Regions from separate parts of the Mus musculus genome. Here all the other regions are linked to region 2. The links are chromatin contacts, called in public Hi-C maps. All regions are on one chromosome and are shown on one strand. The core of a region is the stretch at or near the end of the contact, and the rest is flanking DNA. Distances in the headings are between cores, read along the strand shown.

Evidence for each region. Hi-C and Micro-C count contacts between places; a contact is called where the count stands out from the background.
Region 1: a contact with region 2 is called in a Hi-C map of nephron progenitors, with 4 times the contacts expected there. The contact joins the enhancer-like site here to the promoter of Gclm in region 2. A contact is called at or near these places in 4 of 39 promoter capture datasets (the C10 cell line, hippocampal neurons, liver and 1 more), 3 of 15 datasets of contacts at CTCF or cohesin (the NIH/3T3 cell line, large pre-B cells and pro-B cells), 4 of 484 Hi-C or Micro-C datasets (embryonic stem cells and nephron progenitors), 14 of 115 datasets of contacts at active chromatin or transcription factors (the 230-238 cell line, astrocytes, embryonic basal ganglia and 8 more) and 2 of 9 other capture datasets (adipose tissue and macrophages).
Region 3: a Hi-C map of uterus shows a contact between it and region 2, with 1.8 times the contacts expected there. The contact joins the enhancer-like site here to the promoter of Gclm in region 2. A contact is called at or near these places in 2 of 39 promoter capture datasets (the 3T3-L1 cell line and embryonic stem cells), 1 of 15 datasets of contacts at CTCF or cohesin (the NIH/3T3 cell line), 3 of 484 Hi-C or Micro-C datasets (nephron progenitors, uterus and ventricular fibroblasts), 12 of 115 datasets of contacts at active chromatin or transcription factors (the NIH/3T3 cell line, acute myeloid leukemia, craniofacial prominence and 8 more) and 1 of 9 other capture datasets (adipose tissue).

What each region holds. Positions count from the first base shown.
Region 1 is chr3:122,634,088-122,638,501 of GRCm38.p6, reverse strand. No RefSeq gene overlaps it. Among named protein-coding and RNA genes, the nearest start is that of Gm43568, 6.5 kb to the right of the region's middle. Within about 2 kb of position 3,056, at least 37 of the 459 cell types and tissues checked have an H3K27ac peak or open chromatin away from gene starts, as enhancers often do. A contact at or near this core is called in adipose tissue and nephron progenitors, where this site is marked.
Region 2 is chr3:122,242,290-122,246,831 of GRCm38.p6, reverse strand. It overlaps Gclm (glutamate-cysteine ligase, modifier subunit), which reads right to left and starts at 1,275. Exons shown (of 7, transcript NM_008129.4): 1 at 721-1,275. The coding sequence starts at 846. It overlaps Gm46822 (a long non-coding RNA gene), which reads left to right and starts at 2,460. Exons shown (of 6, transcript XR_001783970.1): 1 at 2,460-2,961; 2 at 3,066-3,199.
Region 3 is chr3:121,862,263-121,866,667 of GRCm38.p6, reverse strand. No RefSeq gene overlaps it. Among named protein-coding and RNA genes, the nearest start is that of Gm33987, 13 kb to the right of the region's middle. Within about 2 kb of position 1,372, at least 31 of the 459 cell types and tissues checked have an H3K27ac peak or open chromatin away from gene starts, as enhancers often do. A contact at or near this core is called in uterus, where this site is marked.

The DNA.
Region 1 (4,414 bases), core at 1,807-4,306, 390 kb before region 2:
TGCAGACTCCGGAACAAGTATACTCATGACGACCCCTGGTGGCACTGGGAAATGGTATGTGTCCCAACAGGTGACCCTAGGTTGACAATTGGAAGTTTGGGGACACAGCGTAATTAAGAACCGGAGTGACAGGCGGGTGAAATGGCTCAGTGGGTAAGAGCACCCGACTGCTCTTCCGAAGGTCCGGAGTTCAAATCCCAGCAACCACATGGTGGCTCACAACCATCCATAATGAGATCTGACTCCCTCTCTTCTGCAGTGTCTGAAGACAGCTACAGTGTACTTACATATAAATAAATAAATCTTAAAAAAAAAAAAAAAAAAGAACCGGATTGACGACCCCATTACTTGGTGACTCCTGGACAAGGCAGGTGTGTGAAAGTCTATTCTTGCGGTGTCCTGTGGCTGTCCCAGGGCATGGCATGTGTGCAGACAGGCCAGTCTAAACCACTCTTGTGTCCGTGCTAGAACCTGGCCGGTGTGTGAACAGCATGTACAACCCACTAAATGGCAGCACCGGGACACGGAGCATGTGCAAGCAGATGTGGTTAGGCCATCAGGTGGTGGCATGCAGGGAACATGGCAAACATGCAAACAGGCATGCACACAGTACTCCTGGAACATGGAAGGTGTAAAATCAGGTATACCCAGGTCACCAACTTGCAGCACAGGGACATGGCAGACATGAGAACAAGGGAACCCAAGCCATCACAATGCTAGAACACAGTTGTTGTGCAAACAGGAGAAGCTGTGTACTGAGAACTGAAGCGTCAAACTCTGATCCCGTCTGGTTATCACAAAGAATAACTTCACCTCTAAGCTAAGATGTATGGAACTGTCTGGAAAGTCTAAAATTCTTTTTATTTTCCTTAGAGGAATTTAAAGAAATTATTTTGTTTGAAGTGTTTGTAGATTATGCTGTCTTAGACATTACACTGCAGGGCTAATTACTGTCCTCAGAGATGGGATTAATATGCCTTTGTGACTGACCTGGCTCAAGTCCTTGAAGATGTTATCATCTAGATTGGGAAATTCCAGTGTACTGACGTATTCAAAAATAGACACAGATTTGGAAGGCCATACCCAAGACTCTCAAGAAACAGGAAACACATTAGCCTACATTGAAGGAAATTAAGTTATAAAGTTCAGAAATAATTTTAGGGTATGATACCTCTTGTTTTAAAGTCAGATAATTTGGCTTTTAATTTTAGTATTTATTGTGACAGGTGTGTACCATGGCACATCTGTGGAAGCCCAAAGACAACTTGTGGGAGCCGGTTCTCTCCTTCCACCTGCTGGCACCAGAGAGTGAACTTAAGTTCATGGCTTGGCAGCAAGCACCTTTAATTCCCTGAGCCATGTCACCTGCCCACAGCTAGGCATTTGCAACTACAAATACCGAGCCAGCAAAAGATGACTCAGCAGCTAAAGATGCCTGCTACCATGCCTGATAGCCTAACTCCAACTCCTAACTCCAACAGTTGTCCTTGGAATTGCATGTTGTGACATGCATATGCCACACAACACACACAATAAATTAATAAACACCCTAATTAATTAATAGAAATTTAAACTGTGGATCTTACTATTAAATGTGTGGAAACAGGATTCATGTTTGGCTGACGACCATCCTTTCCTACCGTGAGGAGAGGGGAGTAGCCCATAGGGCGCCCAGACATATTTACATGCAAAATACTCATACACACAAATTAGTTAATTTTAAAAAGTAACATGGACAGTGATAGGGAACACACCTGATGTCAACCTCTGGACCCAACATCAGCATATATGTGTTCACATAGACTCATATGTGTATGCATGTGTATTCCTGACAGCCACTCAGCAGCTCACAACTCACAGCTAGCTATAACTCCAGTTCCAGGGGATCTGACACCCTCTTCTGGCCTTGACAGACACATACATGGTGAAGAAACAGACATGTAGGCAGAACATCTGTATACACAAATTAATATATATATGGTAGATATATACACTATATATAAATATACATATACATGCACATATATATAGCTTGTCTGATGTAGTAGGGCACACCTTAATCTAAGCATTCAGGAGGCTGAGATGGGAAAATTCTGAGTTCTGAGCCAGCCTGAAACATCTAACTAAACTCTCACTAAACCACAGACACATCTAAAGCAAACCCGAGCAGGTCAAACAACACCCCCAACGCCATCTTAAGAATTCTCTAGTTAGACTCTAGTTCAGGATTACTGAGGGAGAATTAGAGCACTACCTCCCAAAGAATACACGAAACACTTAGCAATGGCCTCTAGAGATTGCCCAGTTTAAAAACCGAAGAACCCCAGAATTGCTGTCAAAAGAAATTCACTGCATCTCTAGGGCATGGGCTCCTCGCAGTGTCCAAGTTGGCTTTGTGAATATAATCAAATGCACTGCATCGTGTGATCTGTGCCATTTCTTCCCTCTGGACGCATCAGGCAAACCAGAACACTAAGAAAAGGTAATAAACAGATTTCTCTTTAACAATCTATGTGCACAAATTTTTTTATTTATTTACAATCTGTATGCAAAAAAATTTTTTTATTAATTTATTTATTCTTAATTATATGTATGCGTGTCTGTGACTGTGTGGGTTTCTGCATGTGAGTACCTGTGGAGGTTAGAGAGACTGGAGAGAGAGGGAGGGAGTTACAGGTCGTTTGTGAGCTGCCTGGTGTGAGTATGAGAATCAAACTCAGGGCCTCTATAGGTGCAGTAAGTGCTTTTAACCATTGAGCCTCCTCTTCAGTCCACATAAACAGGTTCTTTGTTTTGTTTTGTTTCCTCGGATTGCATGTTTGCCTACAAAGAACCGCTTGGCTGCCAGTTTTGCTGAGATGGAAAAAGGTCCCAGTAAAGAGACACCCTTTCTGCAGTGAACTCCAGAACAATGATCCCGGTCGGGGCTGTTCAAGCCACGCTAGCTGGCTTTCCCGTCGAGGAATCTTAGAAAGCCAAATGGCATGTGCGAGTTAATAAGCAGCAGTGAGAGCAGGTGGCGTGTCACCTTGAAGCTGGGCAGATTCTTAGGTCGCCAGAACACGGGAAGTCTCCAGGAGTGGCAGGACATCCGGCTGTTGTTATTCTTGGCCCTGCCCAGTGCAAGCAGAGAAAAGGCAGCTCGCTTATTAGGGGTATAAATAAAGGCTCAATTACCTCTTGCCGTGCTCTGGTGGCCAAGAACATTAATTAAGAGTCTGCTGTTCTGAGCCTGCAATTGCAACTGAACCCCTTAGGAACTTCCGGTCTTGCCCACTGCTGACCACTGAGTGCTTTGACTGTTTTAAGTTCCAAACAGAGCATCCCTGCCCCAGCCTGAAAAGAGTCAGTTTACTTTTTGACTCTTTTCCTGGGAGACTCAAGGGATAGTGTGTATTGAGTGAAAGTTGTATGCATTTGTGTTTGTTTGTTTGTTTGTTTGGGTAAATGCCCCTGGGAACTGTGTGTACTCTTAACGTTTAAACACAACACACTAAAGAATTAGAAATGCTGACACCCTGGGCCCCTGGGGGAGGCCTGGATACTGCTAGGGTTCATTACTGTTGTTTTGTAGTTGCAAACTCTTTTAAGTAAACAAAACGTGAACCTTGTGAGAAAAATCAGCTAGCACAAAAGAGTAGCAGAGGGCAGGAAGATCGGCTCAATCTCTTCATCCCTCCGTCCCTGTTTTCTGTGCATCCCTTCCAAAAGCATTCTGTTATGTGGTCTTTAAGGGCCTATTTTTTTCTTTTTCCTTTCCTTTCCTTTCCTTTCCTTTCCTTTCCTTTCCTTTCCTTTCCTTTCCTTTCCTTTCCTTTCCTTTCCTTTCCCTTCCCTCCCCTCCCCTCCCCTCCCCTCCTTTTCCCTTCCCTTTTTCTTCCTCCCTTCCTTTCTTTCTTTCATTCTTTCTTGTTTGTTTGTTTGGTTGGTTGGTTTGGTTTGGGGTTTTTTTGGAGTTTTGAGACAGGGTCTTTCACTCTTGTAGTTCAGGCTAGGTTCGAACTCACTCTGCACGGGGGCTGTCTCTGACCTGAGAATAGTAAGGCTACTTCACTCTCTAGGTGCTGGACTACAGATATGCGTGGCCACACACCCAAGCTCCTCTTCCAGACAAAAGTGAAAGCGTCCTTACTCACTGTTCTGAACCTTGTCAGATTTTTTTTTTTTAATTCATTAAAGTTCTCCAAGAGATTTCTAAATCTTTATTAGGAATCAGTAATAAAGGCCTCCCCTCTGTTCCCCAGGAAAAGCACGACAGACACATCTATTAAAAATATTTTATAAGCCAGGCTTGTTGGTGCATGTCTGTAATTCTGGGACTTGGGAGGCAGGAGCAGGATAATCAGGAGTTTAAAATCGTCGTTCCCTATGGAGTGGGTGTGAGGCCGCCTGTGTTACAAGGAACCCTGTCTCA
Region 2 (4,542 bases), core at 26-2,525:
TGTTTTGTTGTTTTAAGTAGTATACATGTTCCATATTATCAATACGCCTCTGCAATGAGTTGCACGGTCCATGGAGAACCACTGGCTCAGGAATGGGCCATTAACACAAATATAACACATTTTAATTCTAGATTAATCTGTCACTTCCAACTACACATTAGGTTTTTTGGGGGCGTGGGGGTTGGGGCTGACACTGGGTAGCCCTAGCTGTCCTGGAGTTCAATATACAAACCAGGCTGACCTCGAACTCAGAGATCCTACTGCTATTGCCTCCCTAGGGGCCGGGATTAAAGGCGTGTACCACCTGCCCCTCTTTAATGGTTTTGAAGCAAATACAATGTTAACATCCAGTAAGTTATTTGTCCCAAATCCAAATTCAGTACAATAGAGAAAGCAATGTCAACAATATCAAAGTTAAACCTATTGTTAGTCCATCTACCAAACACTAAACCTTTATCTTTCCTTTACCTTGGCTAAGGGAGAGGGACGGAAGATGAAGACGCGGGGCTGCAGTGGCTCTGTCCAGCCAGACAGGGGACCCGGTGGCCCTCAAGAGTTGTGCGATCAACTCCGACCGGCGGAGGCGCCCCTCGCCCCGCAGTGGCACCTGCCAAGCCGGGATAGTACCCAGCTCACTTCGGTACCTCCGAAGCGGGTCGAGCTCCGGAGAGCCCTGCTTGTCCCCACTTCGAGGAGACCCTCGGCCCCCACCGTGCTCACCTCCTCGCTGTGCGTGGACGGGCACTTTTTTCGCAGGCGGCCCCAGTTGAGCAGGTTCCCGGTCTGCAGGTGCAGGGTGCTGGCCCGCGCCAGGAGCGCCCCGGCCGCGCGGCTGTCGGTGCCCATGGCAGCTGCCGCCGGAGGGGACCGGGTAGCGCCGGAGCCGCGGAGAGATGGCGAGCGGGCGGGCAGGCGGGCGGGCGAGTGGGCAGACGGCTGCCTCGCAGGGCGCGGCGGTGCCCCAGGCCCCAGAGGAGAGCGCGAGGCTGCCGACTCCGCGCGGCCACAGCCCGGTGTGCGCTCGGGCCCGAGGAGGCCGGGCGGCGACGGAGAGGCGGTCCCGGAGGGAGGGAAGGAAGGGAGGGAGGCGCCGGCGCGGACGGTCGCTGCGGCTTCTGCGGCCGCCACCGCCGCCGCCGCTGAAACGAGGGAGCTGTTTCCTGGAAGACAATGACTAAGCAGAAACCTCACCCGAGAAAGTGCTTCGTAACCGTTACTCGTCCCGCGGCGGGCCAGGGGCGGGGCGCAGGCCCGCGGGTGACTGGCCCTCGGCCTGCGGCGGGCGTGGCGCCGGGCGGCCGGGAGCGGGCGGCGCCGCGGGGGAGAACAGCGCGCGGACGTGCGCCCCCTGCCGGCCAGAGCGCGGCGCGCGGCCTACGCCGCCAGCGCCTCGTGAGAGTTGACGGTGCGCCCGGGAGCGCCGCTCAGCCAATGGCCGCCCGCGCTGCGGCCCTGGACACGCCCTCTTCGAGAGGACCGCCGGAGGTCCATCCTCCCAGGCCTTGAGAGCGTGCCTGCTTCTGTGTCTAAGGAGCTGATGCGATGGCGCGAGTGTCTCATTGCCCGCGCCCCGCTCTGTTTTTTAAATTTATTTTTATTTTTTCCTTTTGCTTTGCTTTGCCCAAGAGTCTTTCCCCCAAACTGATCATTCTTCTTCCAGCGTGTTGATTTACCTATTTGCTGGTGCTGTATGAAACCAGAGAGTACAACTTTAATTTTCCCCTTTCAGAAGCCTAATCCTTCGAGAGAAAGGCCTCAGCCCATGAAACATTAAACAATAAAAATACCACGGGGCAGTTAGTTTCCAGGTCAGTTAAGCATAAGGAACAGATGGTAACAGAGAACGTTTTATGATTCACACTTTTACAAGTTGTTCGTGATTCTTCCCCATTCCCACTGGAGATGGCTGGGTATAATAGCAAACTGACCGTTTATTAAAGTTTTACCCAGGAAACAAACTTTTTAACAAACCAGTCAGGTATGTTAGAGCCAGGTGAGATTTTCATTATAAGGCGGCAAAATCTTTTCAAAAGAAACATGAATCTGAGTTGGTAAACTACTAAGAAATAGGAAAGGCTGGAAGATCGTTCCAGAAAAAGTGAGGCTGGTGTTGGGTACATCTTTGTGCACATCCAATGAGCAAGAATCCATGGAGAAGAGGTTTCCCAGGAGCAGCCCCTCACATGGCCTTACTTAAATATAAACAATTGATTCTTCTGATGAATTTTTTATGGTCATTGTTAGACTTTTGATTATATTCTCTTAAAAGTCCATGTAAATATTTGGTTAAAACTTAGTGGTCGCCGGGTGGTGGTGGCACACGCCTTTAATCCCAGCACTTGGGAGGCAGAGGCAGGTGAATCTGTGAATTCATGGCCAGCCTGGTCTACATAGAGAGTCCCAGGACAGCCAGAGCTAGGTAGAGAGACTCTGTCTCAAAACAAACATACAAAAATATTGTTTATTTGTGTGTATGTGTGTTTTCTTCCATGAGTTTATGGGCACCGTTCAGGGCCCCTGGAGGCCACAGGACATCAGATCTGCCGTTGGGTAGGTAGTTGTGATGAGTTACTAAGAGAAGGTATGGTGAGTCCTTAGTTCAGTACTTGGCTTATAATAAATGTTCAGTAAGTGAGAACTACTATTTATGGTGCTGGGGTCGAAGGCTTACACATGCGTTCTGACAGTGGGCATCCCTAGCCCTCAAAATTGTTGTTGTATTCTACTCTCTCCTGTTATAACCTGACTATCACAGGCTGGCACACTCAGGAGTGCACGGAGGACTTCACGTTGTTTCTGAGATGTACATTTGTAGACCCTTTGAGACCACACGTGGTAGCACGCGCCTACAATTCCTCCACTCGGCAGGCTGAGGCAGGATCCTCGGAGGGAGGATCAGGAACCCAGTGTTAGCCTGGGCTGTGGAATGCAAATACCTACTTTAAAACAACCAACGGACAGGTGGGCGGAGGAACCTAAGCGCTGTATTTTAAACTCTTTACTGGTTCATATTACAGGTGATTTAAATTCTTTAATGTGTCTGTGCATGATTTATATGCTTTCAGTGCCTTGCATATTTTACTTAATAATACTGTTGCTGTAACTCCATGGTTTCTTGGTGAAGAGAAAAGTAATCTACATTTCCTTTGGCTGCAGAAGAAAGGGATACAAGCCAGAAGAACTTGGCTGCAAAGTCATTGTGAGTCTGCTCTTTTGTCTCGGGGAGGGGGGGGGGGGAGGTGCCTTGCTTCCTCCTTGGGTACACTGTAAGCTTTGTTTTCAGGAGCCTTAACCCTCTCCTGGGAAGGACCAACAAACAGAACTAAGGGGTGGCGGGGATACATGGAAAAGTATACGCTCTGAGTCTATTCACACAAACTAATTAATAAACAAAATTAAACTACCCATTAGGAAAGTACAAACATGTAGTAAAACCACAAATGTGCAAAGAAATTATTACCAGGGTGTAAAACAGAAGAATGGGTGGTGGGGGCTCCAGAACAATTGAGACAACCTTTGCTTAGTAGTTATTTGTAACTCAGCCTTACACAATTAATGCACTTTGTCTAGTTGATCTATTGTAATAAAAGTTTTTTTTAAAGAGCTATTTTTTAAAACCTCTTGGTGGCAGTTGGGAGTGACGGGTTTGTAGATGAACTATGATAGTATAAATGTCACAGCACAGGACAGATAGGGCTGCGATTGGAGAAGCAGCCAGCAGCAATGCTATTTATCCCCAGTCTCCAGAACAGGACGCAGAGCATGCTGGGTAGAGGTGAGAGGCCAGAGTCAGAAAGACACTCAAGGCACAGCGACTGAAGTCAGCTGAAGGGATAGGAGCGGTCCCTAAGCTAGAATCTGCTCTAAGGAAAAACAACTCTAATTTGACAAAGTGTCCAGGGCACCCCACATGATTTGAAGTGAGGGGGCGGGGGAGAGAGGCTGGGAGAAATGAGTTACCTACGCTCTAACCATCCATGCAGAGAATGTATTTAGGGCATGAGGAAGGATGGGAAAAGTAGATTGTGAATGCTGTGTATGTTACTCCATGTGAGGACACACCAAGGCTTTCAATGTAAGGAGAAAGTGAGAAAAGTATTGAGGTGGATCTTCCATTTCAAAGTCTCTAGTAACGAATATACACAGCATTTGTAATATAAAAAATACCCATTTAAGCCATAATTAAATACTGCCTAAGAATAGAGAAGCACGTATTCACATGGTCAAAGAAATTTACAACAGTAGTTAGATAGTGGTTAGGACAAGGGATTATAGGTTTCTTTCAATTTTACTTATGTTTGAAATTAAAAATGTAATTTTAGTCTGAAAGCACAATGTAGGAATTAATTATAAAATCTTAGGTGTTTAGTTTCTTTGCATGCACTTTTTCTCAATTCTTTTACAAAGAGAACAATTTTATTTAATTTATATTTTGCCGATAAATTGATTGTGTAAGTTTTCCTTTGCAGATATTTTACCATCTGGAGACCTTCATTGAACTCAATTTAGTGGATATAGAGTTGAACTTTCTTTTCTAACAGT
Region 3 (4,405 bases), core at 123-2,622, 380 kb after region 2:
GCACAAGGTCCCCAATGAAGAAGTTAGAGAAAGTACCCAAGGAGCTGAAGGGGTTTGCAGCCTCATAGGAGGAACAACAATGTGAACTAACCAGTACCCCCAGAGCTCCCTGGGACTAAACCACCAACCAAAGAATACACATGGAGGGACTCATGGCTCCAGCTGCATATGTAGCAGAGGATGGCCTAGTTGGTTATCAATGGGAGGAGAGGCCCTTGGTCCTGGGAAGGCTCTAAGCCCCAGTATAGGGGAATGCCAGGACAGGAAAGTGGGAGTGGGAAGTTTGGTGAGCAGGGGGAGGAGGGAGGGGGGAGGGGATAGGGGGTTTTCAGAAGGGAAACCAGGAAAGGGGATAACATTTGAAATGTAAATAAGAAAATATCTAATAATTAAAAGAAGAAGGAGGAGGATGAAGAGAAGGAGGAGAAGGAGGAGAAGGAGAAGGAGAAGAAGAAGAAGAAGAAGAAGAAGAAGAAGAAGAAGAAGAAGAGGAGGAGGAGGAGGAGGAGGAAGAAGAGGAGGAGGAGGAAGAATAGGGATGTTAGATGCTTCTCTCTCTGAGAATGCTCCTGGGTTTTTGTTTGTTTGTTTGTTTTGTTTTTGTTTTGTTTTGTTTTGTTTTTTGAGACAGGGTCCCTCTGTGTAGCCCTGGCTATCTGCCAACTCATCATGTAGACCAGGCTGGCCTCAAACTCAGAGATCAACCTGCCTTTGCTTCCTGATGAACCACCACACCCAGCTTCTTCTGGCTTCTTAATGAAGTAGTTTAACACTAAGGAGACTGCAGGATGCTGTGGAAATAAAGCAACAGCCCTTGTATTTTCGCTAGCCAGCATTTACTGAGTGATTCTCTAGAGTTGTCTTTAGCATAACATTCTGTATATGCTGAATGTGTTGACACATGCCTATAATTGCAAGCTCAAGAATGAAGGAAGCTTCCAAGAGAGTACCAGCTTGGCTTTGTTTCCTGTTCTGTGACCTCTTCAGGGATAGGGTCTTAATGTCAAGTTCTGGAGAGTAGCCAACAGGATTGGCAATAGCTTGTTATTTGGGGGAGGTCTAGGGGAATCCTACTGGGGAATGGAAAGTGTATGTATAGAGGCATAGTATAAAAACTACCAATATGGCTATACTATTAGGTGAAAGGTTTTTATTGTAGGCAAGAGAGAGACAATGTCCAGAGCATCTGGAAGAGCTAGAGAGAAAGAAAAACAGATTGGACATGGCCAAGGCTGTTTGAAAGAGAGGCAAGAGAGAAGAGAACACGAGAGAACATGGGGTAGACAAGTCATGTGGATTATGGGGTAGGCCGGGGAGCTGAGGGGAGGGACCTCTGAGATGCAAAACCTGTTTCACAAGTTCCTGAGGAAGGCTGGCCTTTATATAACTGCCAGAACTCCTTCTACAGCCCAGCTTGAGCTCACTTCTAGGTGGATGCACTCCTGAGACCTAACATTCCAGCCTTTTGTTGGTGACGAGGGTGACATAATCTTTCTCTTCTATAGCTGCTTCCTGTCAACTGGGGGCTTGAGAGAAATGGGAGTCTGCAATACTGGTCCAAAGCAAGGGCTCAAACCAGCCGGTGATGGTAGGAGACCAGAAGAAAATCCAACAGAGGCAGTCAGGCTAGGTAATTAATTTCACCTGGAAACAACCTGGAGCGACAGAGCGCATTACATTATTCTAAAAAGGAAAGAGACCAGCAGGGCTGAGTTGCCAGAGGATCTAGAGGTTCAAAGGAGATCAAAGGGCAGCTTTGGAGTTGGTCCCTGGAAGCCACGGTTTGCAAGCCAGCTCCTCACTTGACTGGACTGGTTGGGCAAGTTGAGGGCTCGCCAGTTTTGCAAGACCACTTGAGGCTATCAGGGTTGCAGGCCACTTTGAAGCAATTGGTGCAATGCAGTTGATTCCTGGATGAGAATTCCTGTCAGCTGATAGGAATCTGCTGCAGGGACACATACAGACTAGGGACAGCAGGTATTAGCACAACCACTGTCTGTTCTCTTCACTGTAGAAAACAGCAGTTAGCAGGTGTCTGCAAACAGCTGGAGCACACACATGCCTTTGAGTCACGGTAAAAACAAAAACTGAAAAAACTAGCAATGTAATAGAAGGTGAACATTCATTTGATATAAGACACATTTTTTTTTTTTTTTTGGACAAGGAAGAGCCCAAAGGGGATGAAGAACTTGAGGACTCAATGATGGCTTTAGGATAGAAACATGAACATTTTTCCCTTCATCTCGAGGTCTGGACCGGCAGATTGGATAGGGGTGTTTTCAGCACAACAAGAAGCATTTTTAAGTCTGGATCTAGAAAGCAACTAAAGGAAACTTAAAATTTTGAGACTGAGACTATGATAATTTTTAAAACTTTTTTTAAAAGATGGACTCTTTGTGAATTTCCCATCATGCACCCCAGCCCCACTCATCTCCCTGTTTCTCCATAGCCACCCTCTGCCCTTGCAACTTCCCCCACAAAAGAAAACACATCTCGCCATGGAAGCTGTAGTGTGTCACGGTGTGTCCCACAGTACACCCTTTTGTCCAAACACTTTCCTTGCAAATAAATGTTTGTTAAAACGAGTCATTGGTCTCATCAAGGCCTCTGGCTCCTGCTATGCTATCTATACTGGATCCTCACTGGGAGTCCTCTTGGCTATCTCGTTGTTACCATGTCATGGAGATCCTGCAGCTTTGGTTCTGCAGGACAAGCCCCTTCACATGCTCTAGCAGTTCATAGATGAGGTAGATGTTGGAATGGGCTAACTCAAAGTCCTGGATCTTGGCCTCAGTAGAAGCTGAGTTGGTCAACCCACAAGGTCTCCTGCTCCCATACCACCAGGGCCAGCTCTTCTGCTCTCACAGTTTTGGGACCAGCTCACCTTCACCCCCAGCTCTAATATGCTGCCCAAGTGAGGTGTGGAGCTGCAGCAGGTATATGTGGGGGAGGGGCAGTTCTCACGCTTGTTGAAGGCAGCGATGGGGTGGGGGGAGGTCATCTCTCCCACGATCCTGCACTTTATGGCTGATGAGGAACAGGCCTAGCTCTTCTGCACCTATGCCACCAGGGCTAGGTCTCCTGTGTTATTCAGGTCTGTTTTCCCTCACTGCCTAGACAAGGGGTGGAGCCAACATCAACATGGCTCCAGCAGTGGCCCAGACCAGGGATGTCCATATGGCTACTGGTGGTAATGTGGGCCATGGACATTGGTATATACAGGATCAAGGACCCAGATGTGGCCCCTGGTGGAAGCATGGCAGGGACATCATCATGACCTCAGGTGGCAATGTAGGCTGCTCACATCAGGCTCCCCACCTCGGATCTCCACTTCTGCCTCTCTTCACATCGTACAAACTTCTCTGCTTCTCTTCCTCTACCATCTCTCTCGTCTCTCCATCATAGCTCATTGTAGTGGTGCCCACGTGTGCGGCATCAGCAGTGACATCTTTTGAAAACTAGGATGGTTAAATGTTTGTCCAACCCTAAAATTGCAAAGGAAATAGACTCCTGGCCCAAATTAAACACAGCACAGAAAAACTGTAACTCAGCATAGAGTTGTCTAGCCTCATGGATGAACCACCACAAAAGATTAGCAAATAGCCCAATGATGGAAAGTAAACACAGAAGACATGCCAGTCGGTTGTAGGTCTTCACTCTGCAGGTCTTCTTCCCAAGCCAGGATGCAGCTCTGGGCATCACAGTGATGCAATGCAGTGGTCAGGTTTCTCAAAGAAAGAAGGCACAGGTCCACTGGCACTTGCATTTATTACTGGCTTTATTGATGGGTAGTGTAATTCACCATTTCCCAAAGGGCAAGAACAGCAACTGCCTTTGTGTCTCGCTCTGCCTCTCTTCAAAGCGCACAAACCACTTGGCTACTCTTCCTCTTCTATCTCTCCACCATTTGCCCACTTCCTGAAGAGTGTACCTGCCCTGGCCTGGCCTGGCTGACTATGATAATTATTGAAAAGGTTTAGTAGCCAGTGAGTTTGTTACCAAGACCAGATTAACAAATCAGAACTCTACTGATTAGCATCAAGCTCTGAACTTTGAAGTCTTGACACTGAATGTGCCATCTTTATGGCTCACTTTTCACATACCACCAACCTCTCCTTCAGACCTTCACAGCTCGCATTCACACATCCCAAATCATTTCTTCAGGCCTTCACAACTTACATTAACTTTAGGCTTTCTCTTTCTCTTCTACCTGGAAACATCCAGTCATTAACCACGCGACATAGGTGGTTAGTTATTGAGAGCAGTCATTGAAAAACAAGTTTTTATAATAAGAATTAGTGAAAGGCAAATTTCTTGCCTTGAGTTGTTTTGTGAGTTTCCCTTTCCCAGTGGGAAGCCTGTCAGCAAGGTAAAGCTGTCTGCGAGCTTGGACTTTTGCTTTTAA